2 separate regions of the Rattus norvegicus genome follow, and region 2 is linked to region 1. A link is a contact called in public Hi-C data. All regions are on one chromosome and are shown on one strand. The core of a region is the stretch at or near the end of the contact, and the rest is flanking DNA. Distances in the headings are between cores, read along the strand shown.

Region 1 (7,697 bases), core at 1,940-4,439:
AACAGCAGCAGCAGCAACAACAAAAATCCCCACACCCACAAAGTAGCCATTCTTTTTTCTCCCTTTGTCAGGGACACACAATGAATAATTGAGAGCAAGTCCACAAAGCACACGCTCAAGGATTCTTAGAGATAAAAAGGCCAGCACCCACAGTTCTCTCCCACTGTGCTCGCTGGATGGACGATCAGATGTTTGCCTTGAATAACCTGGTGTGAAGAGGCCGGTTAGGTAGCCCTGCCATGGACACTACAAACAAGGGGCTTGTGTACCCTTGTGTCTACTACAGAGAAGCTGGAAGTGAAGCTATGGTTTTTTAAACAAACACACTCTATCGTGCTATGGTGACAAGAAGACCTTCACAATAAGCCAGAAAGCGCGTGCGCACATGCGCGCGCACGCACAGAGACACACACACACACACACACACACACACACACACACACACACACACACACACACACACTGTGGCATCACAAAAAGAATCAAACCTGGTCCCAGGCCCCAATCTGCCCTTGCTCACAGCCCTAGGCTTCTCATCTGTGGGCACTGCCTGCACTGGGAAGGTAGTTCCTGCATATGTCTGGTCAGCTCAGCTTCCGTAACCAAACTGGATCTTTACATTCCCTTCGTAAACCCCGTATCAGTCTGCCCTTCAGACCAGGGGGTATGCATTACAGAGGTGGACCGCAGGGGGAAAGGCCAACTGACTCTTACCACAGGCTTGAGAGTGCCTGAGTGAGGAATTCCAGGACACAAAAATAGTATTGCAATCGTGATCTAGAAGCAGGGATTTGTGTTGGAAACCAGGCCTTTTATCAGCTGTCATTGGTGACTTGGTTTTGCCAAGAGAGGCAAGGCCAGAGGAGGGGAGATCAGGGTATAAAATCAACAGGGCCGGGAAGATGGCTTGGGAGTTAAGTAAGAACACTTGCTGTCTTTCTAGAGGGGCCGAGTTCAATTTTCAGCACCCATGCTAAGGCTAATGGGCATTTGTAATCCAGCTTCCCAAGTGCTGGGACCACAAACCTGTAGCAGTAGGTCTGACGAACAGAATTGAGTCTTGTTCTTAGAGGGTGCTAAGAAGCAAAGAAGTAGAATTCCTTCCTAAGCAATTCTCTTGCAGACACTGATAACGAATAGGACTGTCCACCAGTCACACTACCCTCACTCTAGGTTCCGAATCAGCTGAAGGACAGTCTGGAGAGCCTCACAGAAGCCCTAGCTTTACTAACAAGAGCATTGCCTTGGTGACCAGGGCACGGCCACTACCAGCCAGCATGCTAACAGTTCATTCTTCCTATGGGAGGGAGACCCAGAGAACTCCAGAAGGAGGCTATGGGTCTCAGTCATCACTGCCTGGTACATGGGGACAAAACCAGAGAGAGCAAGGTGCAGACATTCTCGGCAAGACAGAGTGAACAGACAATGGACCTTCACCCCATCTGTCCCCAACGCGGGTCACTCCTCCCCAAGGGGAAGAGTCCAGCGTGACTCTGCTACTTTACCGGAGGAGAAAGTGTGAGCAGAAGGTACTATCTTTGGGGCCAGTGGTGGTAGAAGAGAAGAGATGTATTACCTCAGCTAATACCTGGCTCAGTTTTATCCTCTTGAAACATTCCAGAACAGGTGGGGCCCCAAAGCTAGATTTCTAAGTGAGCTCCACTGTTTATAAGGATGGGGCTGGCTACCACATCAGAGAGGACAGATGTAATTTGCAACATGAAACTCTTGATATCGGTCCTGGAAAACAGCCAAGAGCTTCCTTCCTACTGGGAGCCCCAAGCCCCATTGGGTTGAAGAGAAGAAAGTGATGTATATTGTGTGTGTGGGGGTTTGAGGTTAACCTTGGGTATCATTCTTGAGGAACTGTTCACCCGGGTTTTTTGAGACAGAGTCTCTCATGGACCCAGAGCTCACTAATCAAACCAGCAAGCCATAGGCCCATCTTGTCTGTGGGATTACAAGTGTGCACCCCACAACTGGCTTGGTTTTTTGGTTCATTGTTGTTGTCATCGTCGTCATTGTTGTTGTTGTTTTTTTTTAAAGGGTCTCTAGGGATCAACTTCAAGTCCTCCTCACACTTACGCAGCAAGCAGTTTAATGGCCAAGCCATCTTTCCACCATCACCCCTTTTTAAGTGAATTGAAGAAAAGGAAAATGTATATTTCCTGGGGGCTGTAAGTCAGAGAGAAAAGCCTGGAGTTGATGGGTACCTAACTATGCTGGAGTTTTGTCACGAGTGTGAATTCGGATTAATTTCTACTGTCTCCCCTTGGCTATAGCTTCCTGCCTCACCCACCTCCTGGTTCCTTCCTTTTGAACTAGTGAGATTCAGGCAGCCCTTCGTCCCTTCCCATGTATCTCACGGGTAGCTGAAGGGGGAAATTTAATTAATTAAAACATTAATTAATTAAAATAATGAACAGTGACATGTGACTCCAAGGTCTCTTATGCCACCAAAGACACATTTGTTTTTTAAAGGAACAGGGTGCTTATGGGAGCAATCTCAGTGGTTTACGTGACGGGAGGGTTCTGAAGCCGTTTGTCTGGGAATGGGAGATAGTTCTGTTCTCAGCCCTGCACAGACAATACAGCCTTCTGTGAAACAGTGATGAGTAAGGGCCAGTCACAGACCCAGCAGAGGTCAGGCATGAAGACATAGAGATGACCACTGATTGTGTGGAATGAGATCACAGATAACTTAAAGGAACTAAGAGAAAGTGTCGGCGATGAATGGTACCACGTGGATTTGGATTATCTCGTGCAGTTTAGCTGCAAAGCCCTGGGCTGATAGAACCACCTAGAGAGAAGACCCCCCCCACCCCTACTTGCTGGAATAATGAGATGTTGCTTGGGAGGGTCAGACAACAAAACCTTTTAGAACATGGGACTTTTTAAAAAAGACAAGTTCTTATATATGTTTTAGGCTAGCTTTGAACCTGCTATGTAGCTGAGGCTGACCTTGAACTCCTAGATCCTCTTGATTCCACCTCTTGATTGTTGGGATTAGAGGCATGTGCCACCAAGATCAGCTACACCCTGGAGGTCTAACTGTTGCAGTTATTTCTGTTTTCTAAACAAACCTTTAGTCTTTGACAAAGGAAAAGTTCTCCTCTCTCTTACTGTCAACTCATGGGCACACGGCCTTTCTGCTGAGGAAAGCACTTGGCCAGACTATCAAAGCACGTGTTCCCTCCCCCTCCCCCTCCCCCTCAGGCAGTCCCTCCCCTTGGCTAGACTGCCTTCCCACTCTTGCCTCAGAGCCTTCATTCCTCTCTCCTCATCTCTGCTCTTCCCATTCTCTTCCACCTCCCCAGCAAGGCTCCTTTTGCCCCTCAGAATAGTACACATCCTTCAAAGCTAGTTCAAGATTCCGGCACTTTCCTCTCTGGAGAGACTTCCTGATCTCTGAGCTCTAATATTCTATTGTTATCTATCTATCTATCTATCTATCTATCTATCTATCTATCTATCTATCTATCTATCTACCTATCATCTATTTTCTATTATTATTTATCATCTATCAGCATAATTGATTTATTTGTGTAATACTAAGGACTGAGCTTAGGCCCTGGAGCATTTGAGACAAGGGTTCTCTCAATGAGCTACATTTGCAGTCCTCTTTTTCCTCTTTGAGACAGGGCTTCACTTGATTGCTCAGGCTGATCTGGAACCCACTCTGTAGCTCAGACAGGCCTTGAACCTGTTATTCTCCTACCTCATCCTCCCAAGTACCTGGGATTACACCCTGTGCCCCTAGACCCGCCTGAACTTGCAATATTATAATAACACTCCAAGTAATGATCAGGCCTTAATGTTGAAATATTACTAAGAATGGCAATAACATGCTATTACATTTGAATGTTATAGGATTGTTAAAAAGATAAGGGATTAATATGATTGCTGCCTAAGAACAAAACAATAAAAATATACAGCATGGGGGGCTGGGGATTTAGCTCAGTGGTAGAGCGCTTACCTAGGAAGCGCAAGGCCCTGGGTTCGGTCCCCAGCTCCGAAAAAAAAGAACCAAAAAAAAATATATACAGCATGGAAACCGAGGTCAAAAATGATTAAATCTGTTTCAAAAGACAGGCAAGCTCCTTTCCATTTGGGTCTCTAGCTTGTGCATGGCTACTTGTGTGGACTCACACACCACAAACTTACTAAAATCGCTGAGAGTTCTGTTTTGTTTTCGCAACTTAACTAGGCAGTTCTTGGTAGATGACAACATCATTTCACAATGCCAGAAGTTTGGACACACCTGGCAGTTTCTGATTAAATGTGGTTTTGCAGAAGCCAGGTGTGGTGGTGCCTGCCTGCAATCCCGGCTTCTCAGGAGAGTGGGTCAGGAGGATCAGGAGTTCTAGACAAGACTTTGTCACACAGTGAATCTGAGAACACCCTGGGCAAGTAGCAAGACCTGCTCTCAAGCACATACAAGCACGCACACACACTCACATCCACAGTGTTTTCAAGTTCTTCCCCATTGCTAATTTGGCTCTCTAGTAAGATCATAGGTTTCTCGGGCAGGAAAACTCCGCTTGGGTTTTTATTTTGATGGTGTTCTCTTGGCTTCCAGAATTGCAGCAAATGTGTAATTAGGGTTTTAAAATGCTGCCTCAACAGGCAGAAGCTTTAGGGACAGCCCCTGCTCCTGCTCTTGGGAGACCCACGTGGAGACGTGGAGAGCTGCACATCTGCTACATATGTGTCAAGGGCCTCAGTACAACCCATATATGTCTCAGCCTCCGGGAGCCCCCAAGGATCCAGGTTACTTGACTCTGTTGATCTTCCTGTGGAGTTCCTATCCTCTTCAGGGCTGCCGTGTCTGGCCTCAGTGGTAAAGGATGGGCCTAACCCTGCAGAGACGTGATGCACCAGGGGAGGGGGACACCTAGCAGCGGCCCCCACCTTCTCAGAGGAGAAGGGAATGGACTCTGTGGGGGTGGGCAGGAGGACCAGGAGGCGGGGCAATGATAGGGATGTAAAATGAATGAATGAATGAATGAGGAAATGCTGCACTGAGCTGAGGATGAAGTTCAGTGGGAAAGCTCTCCTTCAGCATGAAGGAGGCCTGGCATTACATACCAGCCATGAAGGACAAAAGAAAACTGCTGTGGTGAGGAACACCCTGGGCTTACTCTCCTGGGCACGTGTCAGTGTGGATATTGGAGCTTTCTTGGTGAGTCCATTCACCTCATTTGGGTGTTGGAGGGAATGAAGACTTTGAAGAAAGTTACTCATGAAAAGTTCTTCAGTGTTGGAGTCCAGATAGGAAGAAACAAAATGTCTCCTCAGATGAACATGGCTGTGCAACTGCTCACTTATCCATCTGAGGGAGAACCTAGGGAGGAAGAGGATAGCCTTCCTTTCCTGGGACTTAGCTGGAAGAGATGACCTATTGCCATCAGCCTGGCTCTGCTGTTGACCCCTAGACAAGAGGACAGAGGGGATCCCTGCACTTGCTCCAAACCTGATTCCTAAAGGTAAAGCTACTGAAGTCACTATGATGGGTGATGGAGCTGGGCCAGACTGGGAATGACTGACCCATGTGTCCTAGGAATGCTGTAGCTGATTGACATAGCTTACTGGCTTGTTGCCGTGTGTGCTTGTGTCCCACAATGAGGATATGCAATCTTATAATGGCCTCAGAAAGATTTGCTAAGATTTACATTTGTAAACATAATGGAAGGAACATTAAAGTTTCAGTACTTGGAGTAAATCCTACTGAATATCGATCACTGCACAAAAGATTAATTTGAACCACATTCCAAGTTGAGTATGTAAGCATGCCAGCAGTATTTCTGAGGAAAAAATATCAACGTACACCTCCCAGTCCCCGGATCACTTTTAATAAATGTGTAACAGCTACTTCATTTCTAACTAAGACATCAAATATTCCTGAGAACTTGACCTTCTCAAGAGGGAAATCAATCAAACTATGATCAGCAATGAATGACTTGAAGAAACATAAGAGCTGGGGAAATGAAATATATTTATGCTGATAAAACTTGCTTCTTTTTCCTGCATATTTCACCCCACATACATATACCTCAGAACTGGCTGAGAAAGTTTAAGAAGCAGTGTAATATTCTAAGTATGAGGGGTGGGGGTTTGGCTCAATTGATAAGGTATTTGCCTTGTGTGTATGAGGCTGTGCATCAGATCTCAGCACTGAACAACTGGGTGTGGTGGTTTGTGATCTGAACACTCAAGGAAGAAGCAGAAGGATCAAAATCATTTTTGGCTACATAGAGAGTTCAAAGCCAGCCTGGGTTACTAGGGACCCTACCGCAAATAAAATAATACATTCTAAGTATGCAAATATTTTTGTATCCATATATTAAATTATAAAATTTTATTAGATATTCGGGGAGGCAATCAGAAACTGCAGCTTAAGTTAGAGAGACCAAAATGGCAGATGTACTGAATAGGGACTGGTACATGGTCTGAGTTCATTCAGCTGGTCTTTGGGGATAAGATAGCAAGCTATTCTGTAGTGTCAGTCATATGCGTGGTGTAGTATCAAGCAATTTAAACATATTGACATATTTAATTTAATTAACAACACAATGAGTTGGATTTTAGTCTACTGGTTTCTTAGATGAAGAAATCATGGTCCTGATTCAGTTCAGCAATTTCTCCAAAATCACACAACCAGTAAATTACAATGTAGAGGAATTTTAATCCAGCAATATGGCTGCTCTGGGAAGATATCATATCCAAAGACCTTCTAGGTCTCTGTGATCTGACTGGAATACAGACACACCTTTAATCCCTCTGGCTGACATACACACACACCCTTAGCACATACCTTTAATCTCAAACAATGTAGGTAAATTTAGTTTGTAGAAGGAAGCATCTGTGTTTGAAAGTGATGTCTAATTGAGGGGCAGACAAAGTGATAAATCAGAGAAAGATTTGACAGGGTGAGTCAGAGATAGGATAATACAGTAGATGGGAAAGAGAAGCTATTTAAGAGCAGTGCACAGGGGTTGAGGATTTAGCTCAGTGGTAGAGCACCTGCCTAGCAAGCGCAAGGCCCTGGGTTCGGTCCTCAGCTCCAGGAAAAAAAAAAAGGAGCAGTGCAGGGAGAGAGAGTTCGTTCAGTTCATTCAGTTCAGTTTGAAGCAGTTCATTGAGTGAGTGCATTTCAGTAGAGTTGAGTTCATTTGCCAGAAGATTAGAACAGGTTGTGAGTGTTAGTTTGAAGCCAGGCAGAACAATTCCTTGAGAAGCCAAGAGAAGGCAGTGAAGTCAGTCAGCTTGGAGAGGAGTTTGAGTCAAAACAGCTGAGTTGAACCAACCAGCCAGAGTTCAGAAAAAACTAGAAAGGGTGAGCTTATTCAGCAGCAAGCCTCTGAGATGACAATTATATCAGGTGAGTAAAAGTTACCTTTACATAACAGCACTAGAAATACAATCCCAAATAATATAGAGGCAGGGTCTCATTATATAGCCCTTCAACTCAACAATCCTCATGCATCAGCCTCACATGTCCTGGGACTATAAGTATGCAGTATCACAATGCAAGTTTGTAGTCTTAACCATATAGAATTTCAAGCCTCAGGTATGACTACTGGCAATAACAATAATGATGATAATTGTTTATATTATTATTATTATTATTATTATTATTATTATTGTTATTTCAGCTTTTTCTCTTATGCTAAAACTCAAGGTAAAAGTTGGGATAT
Region 2 (7,697 bases), core at 2,040-4,539, 82 kb before region 1:
GAACATCTGAGCTAGTTTACACAAAAGACAAACCCAGCAGCAACGGAGCCCAGTCCTCACCTGGGCCAGCTTGTCGCTGCACTCATGTCTGGCTGCGCCTGGGAAACGAGACTGCGCTGGAGGGCAGTGGAAACTCTCTGCACGGCCTTTCACGGAACACTCAGGGGTTCGGCCTTCAGTTATCAGCAAGGCCAAAGAGACCAAGAACTCCTCTGCATCATATTCAAAATACTCATCCAAGGCATCTGGCATTAAAAAAAAGGAAAATTCTTCATTGTATTAAGAATTCATCACTTGAGTTATTCACATTTTTACAGTGTTGCTGTTTATCTATCTATCATTATAGGCCTGAACCCAGGGCTACATACTACTAGGTCAGCGTTTCATCCTCATCAACAAGTGATGTCAACAAGTGCTCTACAACTGAGCTATATCCGTAGCTCATTAATTTTTAATGAATTAATTGTTTGGAGATAAGGTTTCATACAGCCCAGCCTGGCGTCAAGTTCACCAAGTGGTGTAAGTTGGTCTTGAACTTCTATCCTCTCTGGCTCTTAGGTTCCGAGACTGCAGTTGTGCAGCACCATTCCTATCCACTCCGTCACTGAGATAAACCTCTAAAGTACTCAATAGGAACTCATGACAGCTGGGGGCAATATTCACAGCACTCGGAAGGCTAAGACAAGGACTGTTGTGAGTTTAGGGCCAGCCTAGGCTATACAGTGAGTTCCAGGCTACTTTTGGTTATAGAAGACCCTGTCTCAAAATGCAAAAACTAATAAGTAACAAACCTTTTCCTGACTGAAGGTGTAGCTGAGGCCTAAAGTTCCCAGCACTGAAGAGGCTGAGGCAGGAAGATGACAGCTAACACTTAGGACGGTGGTTTTTACTGGCAGCAAGCATCTTTACTTCTAAGTCCTTGGTCTAGATAAGCTCAGTCCTCATGGCACTGTAGGATGAGGACGCCTACCTGCATCTTACAGGCAGTCAAAGCAAGGGCAAGGAGCTAGGGCAGGGAGCTGACACATGCTCACCCCAGTCAATCTGCAACTTGGATACACGATTTGACCCTAGAAACCAGGCCCTAACTACCATAATAATGTGGTTGTTCACAATGGCCATAAAATTTCCTATTACATACTTTTGTTTCTTAAAAATGAAAATAATATATATCTGACACATGCTTTTATTCATTTGGTATTTTTGTGATACAGAATTATTCCTGGAAATGGGACTATAAATTATAATAATGAGCTGACTGGAAAAGAGAGGGTCTCAAATCTCCTTTGGGGATGGAATTAGATCATAAATCAAGGAGTATTTACAGATAAACCTGGAGACATATGATCATCGGTCATCACTCCTACCTTTACGTTTTCTGTTACATCCTATGACTTTATTTGTGCATGTGCATGTGTGTAGGTACCCATGGAGCAGGGGTGTATGCCAGCGTGCAAACAGAAGGTCAGAGGACAAATTTGTTCTTTTCACTATGTGAGGTCCCAGGATTGAACTCAGGCCATCAGGCTTGCTGGCAAGTACCTTTATTTGCAGAGCCATTTTGTCGACCCCTTACTTTCTATCTTTTTTAAAAAATGTGTTTTAATTATCTAGTAGACAATTTTCCTTCTCAAATGTAGGCCTCTATTTTTATTTAGATAGACCTATAGCATAAACTATTTAATCGGTACCATACTGTTGGATGTTTAGGATGATCCAGCTGTTTTCTAAATAGAACAATCTTTATAAATATGCTTGAAAACTAATATGCTTGAACATCCAGCTTAATGAACTCGCTAAGGCTGGGATAAACTCACAAATGAACAATTTTGATTCATATTAACAGCCTGCCCCCTCTGAAGATAAAACAGTGTTATCTTAAATAAATGATCTTTTTAGCAATCTCCCAGGTTTTTCCCTGGCCTCTTTTCCACTTTACTCTGTGGTTTGAGTGGCCTGGAATCTTTCTACTATCTTGGCAGGCTATAGAAATAAGTCAAACAGCATGTGTAGAAGTCCAGCCAGCCTTGGGAAGGACACTCCTCCTCCGTTTGTCGACACAGAGCTGTGTGCTGCCCAACTGTGTGGGGTTTTTTCAGGGTGCAAAGGCAGCAATGTGTGTGCACGGCAGGTTCTGGTGCAGTCAGAGAGACTGCTCACTTTGTGATCTCCCCTAAGATTTCCCCTGAGCTCTTCTACCTCTCCTTTCTTTTGTTTGTTTGTTTGTTTGTTTGTTAGGTTTTTGCTGTTGATTTAAGAATTATTTTTTTTTTTTGGTTCTTTTTTTTCGGAGCTGGGGACCGAACCCAGGGCCTTGCGCTTCCTAGGTAAGCGCTCTACCACTGAGCTAAATCCCCAGCCCCAAGAATTATTTTTTTTTAAAAGACAAGTCCTCATTTAGTCTGGGCTGGCCTCAAACTCATTGTATATAGTCAAGGCTATACTTAACTTTCTGGTCTTCCCTCTTCTACCTCCCAAATGCTGGGTCTGCTGGCCATGAGCCAGCTCCGCTGCTTCTGAAGAGCAGAGATGCACAGACTCTTGGAGCTGAAAGAATCCTGAAAAAGTCTAATTCAACCTCCAAATAAGCCCTCAGACACTGTCCCTGAACTGTCAGCAGCCAGTCCTTGCATATCTAGTGCTGAGGTGGCCTGCTTCATCCCTGGATCTCCCCAAGTGTCTAGAGCTTTTGCTATGCCTAAGCTGCTTACTTTTCTAGTTGGAGTGGGCTCCAGTCCAGAACCTCAAGAGCATGGCTCTCCAGAGCAGCAGACCAGCCCTAGCTCGTGGTCAGACTACAAGCACAGTGGTAGAGGCTGAGGGACCCTGTTCATCTCCCACCTTAGTGGAGATCTGTTTTACTGAAGACCCGCTCGACTGAATCCTCAGGTACAAAGGTTTGGTTATCTCTTTTCTTCAGCTGTCGGCTTCCTGATGATCCACTTATAGACCCTCAAGCCTGACACTTGGCCAGAGCTGTCACAGAGCCAGCTGCTCTAGCTGGATGATGGCATGGGCTCTGATATGGATGCTGCCTGAGTGCCAGGTCAACTCAGCATTCGCAGCTCCCCTCATGATCTCTCCATCCCAGACAAAGTCCTATCTAGAGAGCTCGTGTCCTTCCATTCTCTCTCTGATGCGTCAGGTGTGCTTTCCCCTCTCCTTTTCATCTACCCACAGGTTTGTGAAGACACCCTGTCTCATCTGTAAAAGGCCTCTTTCCGACCTGCTCTCCACATTGCCCTTTTACTGGCTTCCTTCTCTTCCCAGAGCTTGCATAAGTCACTGACGCAGTGATGGCTGTTGCCAGACACTGGCATGCAACCCAGAGTCATGCCTTCCACATCCACATGGGTCCATGACACCATTTTCCATGGACAGACAACCCTCTCCAAAATTTGGAGCACTGACCAGGCAAAAAGAAAGGCTGAAGAAACCAATCAACACTGCAGGTGGACTGACCCAGTACTGTCTTGACAGCTCGGTAGCATGCAGAACCCTCTGCTTCCTCACAGTGAGCGTCTTAATCCCGCATCCTTGGAGCCCACCAAAATGTGAACAAAGAGAAACAACCACCCACACTTGTTCTCTAGCCTCTGTCTATATACCATGTACACACACACACACACACACACACACACCCACACACACACACATAAACACACACAACCTCTCTCTCATGCACACTGCACGTACACACATAATACTAGTATTTTTGAAAAAAAATTATATAAACCTTAAAAATTTTATCAAGACATGATTATGAGAAACAGCCATAATAAACATCATGGATTGATTTACTCTTGCTTTATTTTTCTTTTAGGATTTGTTTTGCTTTTGGTTTGAGTCACAGTTTCTCTGTGCAGTCTAGGCTGTCCTGGAATTCACGCTGTAAACCACGCTGTCCTCAATTCATAGAGGTCCACCTACCTCTGCCCCTAAGTGCTGGAATTAAAGACACGTGGACCACTGGACAGCGTAGAGATTTAATTTTTAAAGTTACATCTGTGTGGGCATGTGAGGGTAAGTGCGGGTGCCTGCAGAAGCCAGAAATGGAGGCTGGCTCCACCGGAGCTGAGGTTACAAGCAGTTGTGACTGACCCAGCACGGGTTCTGGGAACTAAACTCTGGTCCTCTCTAAACTACAGAGTCACCTCCCTAGCCCCATACATAACTCCTCTATTCTGGCTTTCCCCTCATTAATCTCTATATCTTTGCATGTGTATGAGTGCTCACGTGTGTGAAGGTGCGTGTGGGGACGGAGGTGGAGCTGGGTTTCTTCCTCAGCTTCTCTCTACTTTTTCTGAGTAGGCTCTGCCATTGAGGGGATGTAACTCGCCCGAGGGATCTGCTGTCTCCACCTCTTGAACTGGCTCTGCAGGTGGCTGTCAGTACCCAGCATCCGGCAGGTCACCAGCTTTCCTGCCAGGGTGTTGGTGCTCTGAACTCTGGTCCACACATTTGTGACCAAGTATTTAACCTTCAGAGTCAGCTTCCTAACCACCTTCCCACTTAATTAAGCTAAGATTGTAACATCTTGCAGACTGAAGTTGCAAGGGTTATTTGTAAAAATATTTTTTTAGAATATTGCCATACACATAAGTGGCACAGCATAACAATTAAATTTAAAATAAATACCACTGGAAACTACTTCTCTCCTTTGTGGGTGAGAAGAAGAAATTTTAAAGTCATTTGTCCAAGCTTACATTTATTATAATTATCAACTCTGACTTATTTTTTATGGTGTGAGTTCTAGAAAGTTCTCTGGAACAACTATCAACAAGACCTAGTCTTAAAGAATTTAGATGTTCTCTTGTTCCTTTTTTGTTTGTTTGTTTGTTTTTTGAAGGGTTTTGTGTGTGTGTGTGTGTGTGTGTGTGTGTGTGTGTGTGTGTAAGAAATAAGGTATTGTTTAAGAAACCTGCAGCTTGTCATGAGTTCTGCTGGCTGCATTGTTTTTATTCAATTTCATTTGGTTTTGCTGTGTGTGTGTGTGTGGGGGGTGTGTGCCTGAGTGCACGCTGTGTGTGCCACACCACATATGTAAAGATCTGAGGGCATTTTCTGGAGTCAAGTCTCCCCTCCTACTGTGCTTTTGTGGGTTCTGGGGATCAAACTCAGGCTTTTCTCTGGTAAGTGCCTTTACATGCTGAGACATCTCACTGGTTCTCTTCTGTTGGCTTCAGATAAATGATACTTTAAAGACTAATTGTGTTGGGTTGGGGATTTGGCTCAGTGGTAGAGCGCTTGCCTAGGAAGCGCAAGGCCCTGGGTTCGGTCCCCAGCTCCAAAAAAAAAAAAAAAAAAAAAAAAAAGACTAATTGTATGCATAAAGGGTTAAATAAGATGCCTAAATTATAATTAATGTTGAACCTGGATTGTTACAGTGTGATAGTTGGTAGAACCCCAAGGCACAGAAAAATGTTAGCTCCACTACTGGTCAAGCTGAGATGAACTTTCCCTAGTGCTGTGGGTCAGATCCAGGGTCCTAATCAGGCGACTGAGATGTTCAAATACGGAGTCTCAACCCCAGCCGGTGTAATCAAAACAACACCCCCCCCCAAAATGTAATAAAAATTCTTACCTCAGAAACTTCTGAGTAAGAAAAAGACTTTGTCCTTTGATTTTTGGCATACCTTGCTATGGTAGAAACTTAGGTTTGTTTTTAGTTAACAGTCAAATATTAAACAACAAAACCAGTATAGTCAATGGCCACTTACTTTAAAACACACTTATAACTTTACTAGTTCAGATAGTCAGAATGATTTTCTTAGTGGCCTTTCTGCACAAAGAACTAAAAGATGAATTAAACTATTGTTTTCATGAGTATTTGCTTTCTGATGTATTTGTCTGGCTAAAGAAATGTCATGTGGCATCTTCCTTAAGAAATGAGGTAGGAAAAGGGAGACATAACTACAGATTCAGAGGAAATTCAAAAAATCATCAGATCTTACTATAAAAACCTATATTCAACAAAACTTGAAAATCTTCAGGAAATGGACAATTTCCTAGACAGATACCAGGTACCGAAGTTAAATCAGGAACAGATAAACCAGTTAAACAACCCCATAACTCCTAAGGAAATAGAAGCAGTCATTAAAGGTCTCCCAACCAAAAAGAGCCCAGGTCCAGACGGGTTTAGTGCAGAATTCTATCAAACCTTCATAGAAGACCTCATACCAATATTATCCAAACTATTCCACAAAATTGAAACAGATGGAGCACTACCGAATTCCTTCTACGAAGCCACAATTACTCTTATACCTAAACCACACAAAGACACAACAAAGAAAGAGAACTTCAGACCAATTTCCCTTATGAATATCGACGCAAAAATACTCAATAAAATTCTGGCAAACCGAATTCAAGAGCACATCAAAACAATCATCCACCATGATCAAGTAGGCTTCATCCCAGGCATGCAGGGATGGTTTAATATATGGAAAACCATCAACGTGATCCATTATATAAACAAACTGAACGAACAGAACCACATGATCATTTCATTAGATGCTGAGAAAGCATTTGACAAAATTCAACACCCCTTCATGATAAAAGTCCTGGAAAGAATAGGAATTCAAGGCCCATACCTAAACATAGTAAAAGCCATATACAGCAAACCAGTTGCTAACATTAAACTAAATGGAGAGAAACTTGAAGCAATCCCACTAAAATCCGGGACTAGACAAGGCTGCCCACTCTCTCCCTACTTATTCAATATAGTTCTTGAAGTTCTAGCCAGAGCAATCAGACAACAAAAGGAGATCAAGGGGATACAGATCGGAAAAGAAGAGGTCAAAATATCACTATTTGCAGATGACATGATAGTATATTTAAGTGATCCCAAAAGTTCCACCAGAGAACTACTAAAGCTGATAAACAACTTCAGCAAAGTGGCTGGGTATAAAATTAACTCAAATAAATCAGTTGCCTTCCTCTATACAAAAGAGAAACAAGCCGAGAAAGAAATTAGGGAAACGACACCCTTCATAATAGACCCAAATAATATAAAGTACCTCGGTGTGACTTTAACCAAGCAAGTAAAAGATCTGTACAATAAGAACTTCAAGACACTGAGGAAAGAAATTGAAGAAGACCTCAGAAGATGGAAAGATCTCCCATGCTCATGGATTGGCAGGATTAACATAGTAAAAATGGCCATTTTACCAAAAGCAATCTACAGATTCAATGCAATCCCCATCAAAATACCAATCCAATTCTTCAAAGAGTTAGACAGAACAATTTGCAAATTCATCTGGAATAACAAAAAACCCAGGATAGCTAAAGCTATCCTCAACAATAAAAGGACGTCAGGGGGAATCACTATCCCTGAACTCAAGCAGTATTACAGAGCAATAGTGATAAAAACTGCATGGTATTGGTACAGAGACAGACAGATAGACCAATGGAATAGAATTGAAGACCCAGAAATGAACGCACACACCTATGGTCACTTGATTTTTGACAAAGGAGCCAAAACCATCCAATGGAAAAAAGATAGCATTTTCAGCAAATGGTGCTGGTTCAACTGGAGGGCAACATGTAGAAGAATGATCCATCCTTATCACCCTGTACAAAGCTTAAGTCCAAGTGGATCAAGGACCTCCACATCAAACCAGACACACTCAAACTAATAGAAGAAAAACTAGGGAAGCATCTGGAACACATGGGCACTGGAAAAAATTTCCTGAACAAAA

Evidence for each region. A called contact is a pair of places that touch in the nucleus more often than the background predicts.
Region 2: a contact with region 1 is called in a Hi-C map of liver, with 1.8 times the contacts expected there. The contact joins two enhancer-like sites. A contact is called at or near these places in 2 of 12 Hi-C or Micro-C datasets (liver and prefrontal cortex).

What each region holds. Positions count from the first base shown.
Region 1 is chr8:84,539,828-84,547,524 of GRCr8, reverse strand. No RefSeq gene overlaps it. Among named protein-coding and RNA genes, the nearest start is that of Atosa, 32 kb to the left of the region's middle. Within about 2 kb of position 3,189, at least 11 of the 93 cell types and tissues checked have an H3K27ac peak or open chromatin away from gene starts, as enhancers often do. A contact at or near this core is called in liver, where this site is marked.
Region 2 is chr8:84,622,008-84,629,704 of GRCr8, reverse strand. Atosa (atos homolog A) reads right to left here. Exons shown (of 13, transcript NM_001106838.1): 3 at 61-245. Among named protein-coding and RNA genes, the nearest start is that of Arpp19, 35 kb to the left of the region's middle. Within about 2 kb of position 3,289, at least 6 of the 93 cell types and tissues checked have an H3K27ac peak or open chromatin away from gene starts, as enhancers often do. A contact at or near this core is called in liver, where this site is marked.